Regions from separate parts of the Ovis aries genome. Here region 1 is linked to region 2. Evidence: chromatin contacts called from public Hi-C data. All regions are on one chromosome and are shown on one strand. The core of a region is the stretch at or near the end of the contact, and the rest is flanking DNA. Distances in the headings are between cores, read along the strand shown. Region 1 holds the start of IRS1 (insulin receptor substrate 1). Region 2 has its middle 170 kb from the start of IRS1.

Region 1 (6,368 bases), core at 357-2,856, 170 kb after region 2:
AGGCGAGCAGCGAGAAGAAGGCATGGGGATGGAGCGGCTGTGATTGAGAGGCGGGTGCAGCCGGGAGCTGCCTCGATGGCGGTGGGCGTGGGTCCTGTTGGTGCTAGGACTCACAGGACTGCCGTCCACTGAGGCAGGGCGAGACATGGTGCCTTCGCCATCACTGGAGGCACGCACGCGGAAGGAGCCCTGCTTCCCGCCCACCAAGCTGGCTGGGGAGGTGGCCGTGATGCTCTCGGTGCGCGAGCGGCGGGTCAGCCCCACCTGGCTGGGTGGAGGGTTGTTGAGGTGGTGCCTCCTCAGGGGCACACTAATGGGGTTGGAGCAGTTGGAGGAGGACTGGCTCTTGCTTCTAGGGCGGAACTCATCGCTCATGGCCCGCATGGCCTCCAGGATTGTCTCATGCATGTTCTGGGCCACCACGGAGTCGTCCACCTGCATCCAGAACTCCCCCGGGCCCGTCACTGCGGAACGGCCCACTTCGATGAAGAAGAAGTTCTCTGAGTGGCCACAGCGCCTGATGTTCATCAGCTGCAGCACCACGGCCGCCGCCTCCGAGTTCAGCTTCACGAAGCTGATGGTCTTGCTGGTCAGGCAGAGGCGGTAGATGCCAATCAGGTTCTTTGTCTGACCCAGGCCCTTGGGTTTCAGGATCACCTGCCAGACCTCCTTGAAGGCGGGTCCTGGGGGCACGTCCCCGTAGCTCAAGTCCTCCCCGGCCTCCCCGAGGCCGGAGCTGCCACTGCAGCTGCCCCCGCCGCCTCCCGCCCCAGGCGCCGCGGCCCCGTCGTGGTGGCCCTTGGCACGGTTGTGCAGCTGCAGGAGGGCCTGGTACCAGCTGTCCTGCTCGGCCTCGCTGTCTGCCGCGATGGCAAAGTGCTCGTCCCGGGTGTAGAGGGCCACCAGGTGCTTGTTCTTGGAGTCCGCCCGCTTGTTGATGTTGAAGCAGCTCTCCAGGGGGATCGAGCGTTTGGGGGCGCTCGACTTGTGCCGCCACTTCTTTTCGTTCTCGTAGTACTCGAGGCGCGCCGGACCCCCAGCCTCGCTGGCCGCCCGCAGCACGAAGAATCGCTTGTGCATGCTCTTGGGTTTGCGCAGGTAGCCCACCTTGCGCACGTCCGAGAAGCCGTCCGTCTCCGGAGGGCTCGCCATGCTGCCGCCGCCGCCGAGCAGAGGGAGGCGCTGAAAAACAACCGGGTGGGGGGCGGAGGCTCCTAGCCGCGGCCCCGCACATGCAAACAGGGCTAGAGGAGGCAGAAACCCCGACTCCGAAATCCACGCCGCCCTCTGCGCCGGGGAGGGGCGGTCGAGGGAGGACGCAGCAGCTGCGCCAAGGAGATAGCCCCGACCCGAGTTTACTGGCGTTTTATGCCCTGGGGGAGAGGCAACGCGTCCGGCGCGAGTGCAGCCCGGATCCCCCGAGAGCCAAGTCTCTTCTCAGCCGCCGCGGTCGGGAAGAAGCTAAGATGCATCTCTCGCCGCCGGGGCCAGAGTCCGGCGCTGGCAGGCGGCGGCCCGGGCGGGCGGGCGGGGTGTGTGTGTGTGTGTGGGTCCTCGCCTGGCCCCTCCAGGCGCGCGCGCGCGCCTTCCCTCCGGAGTTCCTCTCTGGAAGTAGCGATTCCCGAGGCAAATTAAATATCCTTGGGCAGGGGGAGGCGAGCTGCCAAGTCCCAACGTTGCACGGGGTTCTCCCTCCTCCTCCTCCTCCTTCGCCTCCTCCTCCGCCTCCTCCCACCCCCCGACCGTCCCCGCCGCCACCAGCCGCCCAAATACCAGCTCAATCGCGGAGACCGCGGCGCTGCGGCTGTTGCTGTTGCTGCCGCAGCCCGCGGACGCGTCCTCTGCAGCCCCCGATCGGGCCCATGTCGGCGGGCGGAGAAAGTGGCTTTTCCACGCGAAACGCGACTAGGCAGCCTGGGGAGCTGGGGGCGCGCCGAAGGGACAGGCTCATCCCTGCCCCTCGCTCCAGTCGGCCGGGGAAGAGGGGAGGGGACGAGGGCGGGAGGCGAAGGCGGAGAGGGGGGGGTCGGGGGTGCGAGGGGGAGGCTGGGGAAGGAGTCGGGGGAAGACGCCTCTTCCCCCGGAGGCGCTGCCGCTACTTATCCCCTCCTCCCTCCTCCTCCTCCTCCAAGAGTTGCCGAGAGCCCCAACCAAAACAAGCGGCGGCGTCTGGCTCTGCGCGCCGACCGCGCCGCCGTCTCACTCGGGAGGAGAAAAAAACACGTGACGGAGCCTCCGCGCTCCGCAGCCCGGCCGCCGCCGCCGCCGCCGGGAGGCTCCCGCCCGGGTCTCTACATTCCCGGCCGAGCCCGCCCCGCGCCCGCCCCTCTCCGCCCCCCGGCCGTGCCGCAGAGGCGCCCGCGCCCGGCCTCGGCACCGCGCTCGGGCAGCGCCCCTACGCGGCCGGCCGCCTGGGCTCAGAGCCGGCCTCTTCGCGCGCCACCCAGGGCGCCCCCCGGCCCGCAGGAATCCCCGCCGCGGGAGCGGGCGGGGGTGTTTGGGTGTCTCCCCGAAAGCACGAGGGGAGTCTGGGAAAACGGGGGAGGGGGGCGAACCCGGGAAGACGCAGGAGTGAGGGTGGGGGGCGACGGGGGGGCACTGCGGCTACTGGGCTCTGCGTGGGAGGGCCCGGGGAGGAGGGGACTCGAGAGCTGGGCTGGATCTTACCTAACAGGTAAGAGCAGCCCCTCAGGAGAGAGTGTTTCTAGTCAAGGCTTTTTTTTTCTTCCCTCCCTAGAAATCTAAAAGCTGGATTTCAGTTTCAGTGCGATAGGCCGTGGTGCTATCTGTATTTTCGTGAGGTTTTACTAAAGGACTTCCGGGCCAGCCTTTCACCTTGGAATCCCCGAATTTGCTGCAGTGAAGTACCACGAAAGAATAGAGGGACGCCCAAGGGCAGCGACTGGGGGAGGGAAGGAGGAGGTTATGGTCACTCCCAAACAAGAAGAGTTCGGGGGAGGTGTCGTGTGTCCGGAGTGGTGGGGTTAGCTGCTGATCTATTAGGGAGAGAATGTAAATATCACAGCTTCTCCCCACCCCATCCCACTCCCTCCTCATCCTAGCGAGCGGTCGGGGAGTCACACCTTGGGGGTGAAGGCTTGGGGAGAAAATGAGACGCCCCTTATCACATTCCGAAACCTATTTGTGATTAAAAAAAAAAAAATTTAGGGACCTACAGAGGGTTCGTAAGGCCAAAACCCTACTGGGTAAACATTGGCCGAAGTGTCTGTTTCACACACAGCTTCCACACCCATCGAACCACCCCATAAAATTTTTACCCTTGACTACAAGGATAATCGGGAGAAAACAAGGACGGTGCCAGCTGAACTGTACAGGAAAATGGGTGTTTCGTGGGTAGCAGAGGTCAGCAGCTTGGGTCTACTTGCGGAGACTCTTAGGCTATTAGCTTGCGGTATCAATCACCACAAGCAAACGCTCCCCAAAGTTTTTTGTTTGTTAAGGTGATCTACAAATCATTAAGGACCCTTTAAAAAATGACTCATCTGTTTCACGTTATCTTATTTTACCACCCCAGTCCTGGCCCGTTTGGGGGTCTCCACCACCCCCACCGCGCAGGAGACCCTGCCTAGTCGCCAGCTCTCGAGCATTGCCCGATGCTCGCGGCAGTGAAGGCGCTGGGCATGCGCTGGGCAGGACCCGCTGGGCTGCGGAGAAGCCAGCCTGGGCCTAATACCGGGCTGAGGGGCGGGGAGAGTTTCTTAGGATAGCCTGCTGATTGGTGGGGCTGCCTGTCTTTCAAACCTTGCACTGCAGGAGGGGAGGTGGGGAGAGAGGGTGAGGGTACCAAGGTAGGTTGCAAAGCGTAGTAGAAAAAAAGAAAGAAAGAAAAAGAACCAAAGGCGCCATTCAGCAGCGTGTGATACGTGAACTGGGGTAGCCGGTAACTGTAGAGGAGCTACACCCCACCAAAGCCTGGGAGCTTTTCATTTCTTCCCTCACCTTCTTATTCCCTGCCATCATGCAGCCTCATCTGAGCCTTGTTCATCTGTAATTTGTGTACACGCTGTTGAATTGAAAGCCCACCCTTCTCTCCCTCTGACAGCCTGGTGATGTGGGCACACGTGCCCACAACAGCAAAGCTATAAATAGCAGATGTAATCCGGTAACTAGGCGGCAATGACAGTGACCGGGATTCTGAGGGAATAGCGTGTTTTACGGAGAGTAGAAGGGAATGCGAATAGGGAAGTCTGAAGTTAGTAGTAAAGTAATTGTGGGGTTTTACCCTTGGAGAGAGAGGGGGAAAAAGGTAAAAGTGTTTACTAGTAACAATGTAATCTAAGACCAAATGGCTTTTTACAGGTTTGATGTTTAGCGCAGGGTGGGGGTGGAGAATATTTCACATTTTGTAGGAAAAATAATCCAAACCCATTTACTTTAGAAATGATGCCGCCCTTCAAAAATAAAGGTAAATGAAGGTAGTATACCTCTATGGGAAACAAAATACTCTTTTCTAGGAGAAAGAGGGATCTGAAAGATCAACTTAATTTGCAAATATTTTAGAAAAATCTTCACAGGTTAGAATTTTGATCATATAAAAATGTTATTTTTTTTAATCATAAAAGCTTTAAAAAAAACTCTGTGGGAAAGGATCTCTAAAAGCACAACTTCAGTGGCTAATATATTCATTAAAATCATGAAATAAGTCAGATTGTTGACTTTTTTTTTTCCAAATCAATGTATTTCCCATCATAGATAATCACTGATGGTAAGATGTTCTTGTTCTTTCTTCCTACTTGCTGATGTTTTACTACCAATGTTAAAGGTGTTTAATAGTTAATTAAAATTATACTATAGTAATTCATATTTCTTTACTTTTTTCTTTTATTAGTGGGTTGAGCTAACTCTGGAAATGTATATATGAATTAGATACAGAATAGAAAGGATGCTTTTGTGGAAACTAACTGAAGTAATTTTGAGCAGGTATAAGTATTATCCTGCCAGCCTATGCTAAGTTAGTCTTTTGGTGTACTGTATGAAATATAGTGTATGAAAAATTGACTCCCAACTGAAAATTCTCAGAAACCAAAACAGCATCCTTATCAAATACTAATCTATTGCTCAATGCTGCCATCTATAGGACACTCAGAGATGACTTGCATAACAGGCGAAAGTGTGACAGTTATTAGTCTCTTAGTCATGTCTGAGACATGCGACCCCATGGACTCTAGCCCGCCAGGCTCCTCCATCTATGGAATTTCCCAAGCAAACATACTGGAGTGGGTTGCCACTTCCTCCCCTAGCGGATCTTCCTAATCCAGGGATCAAACCAAGTTCATACAGAAGTATAAGTTACTGGCAAAAATAACCAAAATGAGAATTGAGTTGGCTGAAGGGTCAACTAACCATTTGAAAATTTAAAAGTATTTCTTATATCAAAGTGATGCTTTATTTCAGTGAAATAGATCGCAACTGGAGGAGCTGTTTAAATGTTACCAACTCTAGAATTAGTTTGGACAATTTAAAATGATGCTTGGAGCAAAATAAAATTGTGTAGATTTTCTAACTTTAGTGTTTATTTTTAAGATTGCTCTCAGTAGTAAGCAATATTTGAATGCCTACTCTGCAAGACAGTATAAAAGTATAAAAAGAAGCGGCTTTTTACAGTTTTGGTGGGCTAATAAGAGATACAAAATAATTGATAACTAAAGTGTGTGTGTGTGTGGATGCACGAGCGTGCATGCACATGCTAAGTCACTTCAGTCGTGTCTGACTCTTTGGGACCTATGGACTGTAACCCACCAAGGTCCTCTGTCCATGGGATTCTCCAGGCAAGAATACTTGAATGGGTTGCCATGTCATCCTTCAGGGGAACTTCCCAACCCAGGGACCAAACCGTCATCTCTTACATCACCTGCATTGGCAGGCGGGTTATTTACCACTAGCATTAAATGTCAAATAAGTGGTACTTACTTAGAGCAGGTGGAGATTATGCTGGGCAAAATAACTAAAGAAATATTTTGGAGGAAAGCTTGAACCTGAAGGGTGGATATAATTCATAAGTGATTGGCAATTTTTTCCCCCCATTCAGGTATTTTGGAGCACTTCCTTGGGTTAGGCGTTAGGCTGGCCACAGAAGATTTAAATACCCTAAAAGGATCCTGCCCACAAGAAGCTTACAGTGAAGAGATACAAACGAATAAAGTTCAGGGTACTGGGGTCTCAGGCCTCTGTGATCTACAGAGCGCCATGATCTCAGGTGAGATTCCATAAAAACCAACTGCCTTCTGATTTTAAAAGTCATAAGTCACAGAGTCAGCTTGGGGCCCTTCAGTTGTCTCTCTCCTTAATAACCTTATTTCCTCTCATAATTAAAATCTTTCATCCTTTTAGATTAAAAATGTGAAATA
Region 2 (6,432 bases), core at 1,718-4,217:
GAACCTGGACTGGCGATTCATTTCTTATATGATATTATACATGTTTTAATGCCATTCTCCCAAATCATCCCACCCTCTCCCTCTCCCACAGAGTCCAAAAGACTGTTCTATACATCTGTGATGTTCCTTTAAGAAAAATAGAAAGAAAGAAAATGACAGCAATGGGACTATTCTGGTGGTCCAGTGGTTGAGGGAGTTGGGAGGTGCTGGAGTCAGCTGAGGGCAGGAGAGGATGTTGAGGGGATTTTTGAAGCTGCACGGTGGAGTGGCTGAAGAGTTAAAAAAAAAAAAAAAAAGGCGGCAGTGGTCCAATGATAGCAAGATTGTGTATTGATTGTGTTTTGCAGACAGTCCTCCTTCACCCTTGGTCCCCAGGGTTTACGCTTCTAGGTAAATATTGCTCCATAATGAGATTTTCACTCAGGCCCCAATGAGTGAGCTTGATGGTTCCGTCCGGTTATAACATCCTGACAGTATGTGTTTATGTATTAGAAACAGTACGCGTGTACAAACGTGATGTTTGAATTTAAGGGTGTGATTTGGCTTTTGTTGCTGGGATTTGGTTTGCTAATTTTTTGATGTCCCTTAGAGAAGCGTGGACCGTGTGAGCCTACGCACCCTAGCTTGGGCAAGTCCGCTTGTTTCCACTAGGAGCCCTGAGGCTACCAGTTAGCTCTCCCAAAAGGATAAGTCTTCTGGCTCTTTCTCAGGGGCAGCCTGAGGTCTCATGGCTGTCCCCCAACCCCACCCTGCCTGGAACGTGAGGTCATAATTGCTGTCCCCACCTCACTCCCAGTGAAGGGCATTCAGTCCAGACACTATTGCTTCTTCTGGCCAGCCGCAACCAGCTCACCCTGCTCAGGGCTCTGAAAGCTGTAACCCTTCCCCTCTATCGAGCTCAGACACTCCCCTCCGCTCAGGGGATTCAGGGGAGTCAGAAGCATCCATAAAGCTGCCTGTAGCATTATTCCTGGCTGCTGAGTCCGAATTCTCTGAGAAAGGCCCTCTCAACTGTTTGAAAATCACAGGTTTATTGTTCCCACTTTGGAACTAGAGATTAGTACTTAACCAGACGAAAGCACAAGTTGGAGCTTCCCATGTGGCGCTAGTCGTAAAGAACCCGCCTGCCAGTGCAGGAGAGATGCGGGTTGGATCCCTGGGTTGGGAAGAGCCCCTGGAGAAGGGCACGGCAACCCACTCCAGTATTCTTGCCTGGAGAATCCCCTGGACAGAGGAGCCTGGTGCGCTGTGGTCCACAAGGTCACAAAGAGTCGGACACAACTGAAGTAACTTGGCACGCATGGGCCAAAGGACAAGTTAACCCCACATATCTGAGCCTCTTTGTAAAGCTACCCAAATACACAGTTCTGTCTCTGAGAAGTCCTACAGCAAAGAACCTGGTTGTTCTTCCTTAATCTAGCTGCCCAAACTATCTGGAGCGTGGGAAAGTCTTTGGCAACCTGTGTTTCTGGGTATGTATGGCTCTGAACTGACAAAACCCCTGGAGGCTGTGGCATAAACTCAAGAGGGAGGATTTTCTGGATGAGCCCTAATGGATTCCAGCTCTCAGTTGTGTCGGAACAAATGGGCCAGGAAACCCTTCGCCTGTGTCACTTTGTGGGAGGTGATCTGCCTGAGAGCTTGTCTGAAGCTGAGGATGGAGCAGGTGCAAGGGAATCTGAGAGAAGGCGGGAGCCAGGGAGTGAGGAAGCCAAGAGGTACCATGTGGAATCTGCCTCCTGCCGCCATCAGCCCACCCTCCTGAGCCCCCTCTCCGGCCGCCAGCTTGAGCCTCTGAGGAGAGAGCGCTGAGGCCAGTTCAGGAAGTCGAGGCCTGGAGGATGCTGACACACTGACACTCAGTGGCCAGAGCCATCCTGAGTCAAGGAGAGAAGCTTTCTCTCCACCTCAGTCCCAGGCCCCATTTTCTGTCACAAACTGAAGCACGAGTCCAGCCTCTGTGCCCCCGGAGCAGTCTTCTCAGGGGTGGGCAGCAGAGGAACAGGCCAGGGCCCAGGCAGAGTGTCTGAAGGGGAAGAATTACCAGGCTTATCCCCAAGAGGGACACCTTGACACTGGAGACCCCGGACCATGACAGGCAGGCTTGTGAGGTCTTCTCGGGGTTCTGAGGAAAAGAGTTGTGAACTTTTGGCCTTGCGGGCATGCGTGTGCGCTAGGTGGCTTCAGTTGTGTCTGACTCTGCCACCTTATAGACTGTAGCCCGCCAGGCTTCTCTGTCCATAGAGTTCTCCAGGCAAGAATACTTGGAGTGGGTTGCCACGCCCTCCTCCAGGGGATCATCCCAACTCAGCAATTGAACCCATATCTCTTACTTCTCCTGCTTTGGGAGGCATGGTCTTTACCACTAGCTCCACCCGGGAAGGCCCCCTGGGGGCTCACTGTGCCTGTAATTCCACCTGGAGGCCCAAGCTCTCCAGGCATCTTCTATATTAAGGAACCTGCTGGTTTCCTCTTCCTCTTTCTTCCCCAGGCCACTCTTTCCCCACCTGCCCAGTCCCTCTGGAGCAATCCTCTGCCAAAAGGGCATAGCTGTCTTTTATTCCAGAGAGTCAATGTGTGGTGGTGATCAGGCACCCCCATGGGGTTGCTGGACATGAAACAGGCCTGTAAAGCAAACGGTCAGACCTGGGTTGGGGGTTTTGCTGGTAAAGGGAGTTCCCGTTGTCTTAAATCACCCGGGATTGTTTACTGCAAAAGGCAGCCGTTTAATCTGAAACACAGACAGAAACAACGGCAGCCGTGTGTCTCTGCAGGTTTAGGCCAAGCCCAGCTTTTACATTCTAAGCACTGTAAGTATCGAGTGGCCTGGATGGCTTGAAGCCAAACAGTAATGTTTCCTTTCGCTGTTGTTGAGAAAGGCATTCAGGAAAACAATTGAGCACAATAAGGGCCTTCCTGTTCCGTTGGGCAGGCAGGCGTGTGAACCACCCAGCCAACGTGGAGTGAGTCATCCTGGCTTCCTTCTCCTTTGTCCAAGGCTCTCTCTGTGGCCAGCTGCACTGCTGCAGACATCCCATGGGATGAATGTCTTCTGAATCCATTTCTCTAACCTCTCCAAGCACCAAGGATTTCCTCGCAAAACAAAGCAGATGTTTGTTTATACAGGGTAATGTCACCAACACATTTTGGTTGGGAAAGGCATTGGCCCTACGTTTCCCTATAGCCAAAGGTTTCCTTACAGAACCCTACTGGATGTCTTAGAAGAAGATTCAACATGCCTAAACTTCATGGGCTTTTTTATTACATGGCTAAACAAACTGTATCTCATGTGTTGACTAACACATACTTGGCTAGTTGCGTGCCAACCAACTGTAGCTGCCCATGAAAGGCAAATAGCTGACAGAGCTCAAACAAAACCAGTTGTATATAGAATTAAGTAAAATAAGACCACACCTTGCAATGTTGGACGACCTTTAATTTTCCAAGCAATACAACAGAAATATTTAGAGTTGCACTGACATGTCTCGGATGCATGAAAAGAAGTCTGGAGAGATGTGAGAAGGCCAGTTGTTGGTTGGTAGTGGTAAAGGCAGTTCCCTCTTTCATGCTCCCTCCCTCTGTCTCTCTCAGTCTTTCTCTTCTCCACCCTTTTCGTTCATCTCTCTTTCCCCTATCTCTAGACTTGTTAGGAGAACCAGTGACTGAAACCACCTGCCCTGGCCAGGCACCATGGTAACCACTCACATGAGTTAACTTACATCAGGACGTCTTAGTAAGAAACATGGAACTAACAAGTTACCACCAAATGTAAGAATTTAGGAAAGGTCAAAAGGAGAAAGGAGATGCCAACCCATATGTCCTACCAACCTCCCGGAATCCTTCTCCTTGGAATCCATCTTGGCTGAGTAATGTGTGTGCCACAGGAAGGACCTTGAGTCAGAATGATTGGCCAGAGACAACCCTGAAACTAACCCCATCACCATAAAACCTGAGACTATGAACCACGTGCAGGAACAGGCTTCTTGGTTTCCCTTACCGTGCTGCTCTCCACCCAGGCACCCCTTCCCAATAAAGTCTCTTGCTTTGTCATCACGTCTGTTTCCTTAGACAGTTCATTTCCAAGCATTAGGCAAGATCCTACTCTTGGGCTCTGGAAGGAATTTCCTATCTTGCAACAGAATTATGGCCAAAATATTTCTTTAGGAATGGAATGAAAAGCCTAAAGGTCCTTCAGAATGTAATCCAATAGAGATGGTAAGCTTGACACCATTTCTCATACTCTATTTCTAGGAGTTAACACTGGGTGTTCCTCAACGAAAACTTAAACCAAATAATATTAAGTTTTAAAGGCTCATAGGACCTGTCACCCCAAAATACGCCACTTTAGTGTGTTGATTATTTTGTGGGCATCTGGAAACAACAAGTGCGGGGTCAGGGGGACTTTCTCTGAACTTCCCTTATCTGACTACAGATAGATCCTCCAAAATGAACTCAGTTGTTATAAATTCCTTCTCCAAGAGTTTCATCAATCAGGGAAGATTGACTTATCACAGGAGGGATTGACTATCTAGAAGTAGACACCACACCCAGACAAACTTTGTCACCAACAATAAAATCTCCCATATATTCTCCTAGGGGCCCATTCAACTTTCCTGAAAAGTCATCAAGATGGTATTGAAGCCTGAATTCCAAGTCCCCTGTTTGAGTTACTCATTTTTTTCCTGGGCACCTCCCCTGTATATATGAGGTCTACACGTTAATAAATTTACTTGTTTTTCTTGTGTTAATCTGTATTTTATTACAAAGATCCCACTAAGTACTCAGAAGTGTAGAGAAAATTGTTTTTCTTCCCCTGCTGTTATAAGCATCTACTTTGATAATGCAAAAAAGAGCTGCCACTAGCTGCTTAAGCACATTTTGATAAAAAGATGAAAAACAGAAATTCTTTGGTATTTTAATCCTATATAATATTTTGAAATGCTTGAGTTTCATGTCTAACAAAACCATATTTGGGCCCCATCTTTTTCCATTTACTGGCTATGCCACCTGGGCATTTGCTTTCTCTCTCCCTTGATTTCATCATCTGAAAATGGGGGTAATATAGTGCCTACCTTACCAGGTTGTTGTGAGGATTAAATAAGATGATTAATATGGATCACTTAGTGTCTTGCCCAGTGCTCAATAAATGTAACTAGTACTAATCATCATTATCATCATCTAATCAAATTGTCATTGGATTAATTTTTTTTTTTCCATTAGAAATCTAATAGACTGGGCTTGGTTGAGTTGAAAGCATGTCACCCTTTAGGAAAGTATAGCCTCCCTCTTCTGCGAAAATAAAATTAGAACTTCAAAAGGAAGAAGTTTCTGATGAATTTGTTAGTTAAAAAGTCATATCATTTTTCAATCTTAATAGAAAATATGTTTAAAATATACACATTCCAGGGTGCCAAAGCCACTAGATTTCTCTGGCAAATTTGGTAATCCTTTCGACTGCGACCTAGTTCCTAGAAATTTACATACTTGGTCCACCAGAAGCTTCAACTAAATACACCAAGTAAAGCAAATGAAAATATTCATTGGTGTCACACTAAAATATCTGCCAGATTTGCCCACTAACCAGATTAGGTTCATGATGAGAGGACCATCAGGGGTACAATTTCTCTTTACTCAATATGAAGGAATCTTAAAAAAAAAAAAAAAGTGTTGTTCTATCAAACACAGTCAAAAATCCGTCTTGTTGGTCAGGTGGCAGTCCTACGTATGCCTTGACCAGTCAGTAAGAAAGCATGTTAAACTGAGCTCTTCTGAAGAACGTTAGGAGTACACTCCTCTGGAGCCGATCTCATCACAATCTACATCCGCAAGAGAGACTCAGCTCTGATCTCAAGAGTTTCCTGAAAGAAAACATTTCTGCAAAGCCAATAAACTCCAAACTTGAGCAAGATGTTGGCCGAGGGGCCAGAAAATTCAGTGCAATTCTGGTTAACATACCCAACATTTTTACCAACGGTCTTCTTGGTGGGTGCAATTCATTTTCAGCTCAGTCAGGTCTTTTGGAAACTGAACCACAGGAATAGCACAGACTCTGAGTAAATCAGATACATCCTGTGGTTTGCACTTCAAAGGTAGCCACAAATTCTTAAGGTATGATTCATAGTCATCAAAATCTATGAATCTCCTCTGAAATTGTTCTTTCACTACCACTAAATAGCTCTGTAATTCTTCAAATCTGTGACCCCATTGAAGTCAAGGAAATTGGGCAGGAGATATGAATGCAATAGGAAATGAGTGTAGTTGTCACCTGCTTAGGCCACTTGGGCTGTTAAAACCTGCGTTTACTTGAATAAGAATAAGAAGGGAGCCAGAACCCATGCCTTCTTAAACCCTTAAGGGGTCCATGGAAGATCTGCTTAAACAAATATTCAAAGCCTAGTGTCTTATGTCATTCAGAATTCTGTGCTAAAATGT

What was found. A called contact is a pair of places that touch in the nucleus more often than the background predicts.
Region 1: a contact with region 2 is called in a Hi-C map of tail adipose tissue, with 3 times the contacts expected there. The contact joins the promoter of IRS1 here to the enhancer-like site in region 2. A contact is called at or near these places in 2 of 16 Hi-C or Micro-C datasets (skin fibroblasts and tail adipose tissue).

Annotation. Positions count from the first base shown.
Region 1 is chr2:229,076,180-229,082,547 of ARS-UI_Ramb_v3.0, forward strand. IRS1 (insulin receptor substrate 1) reads right to left here and starts at 1,607. Exons shown (of 2, transcript XM_015093559.4): 1 at 1-1,607. The coding sequence starts at 1,152.
Region 2 is chr2:228,908,179-228,914,610 of ARS-UI_Ramb_v3.0, forward strand. No RefSeq gene overlaps it. Among named protein-coding and RNA genes, the nearest start is that of IRS1, 170 kb to the right of the region's middle. Within about 2 kb of position 2,968, at least 16 of the 54 cell types and tissues checked have an H3K27ac peak or open chromatin away from gene starts, as enhancers often do. A contact at or near this core is called in tail adipose tissue, where this site is marked.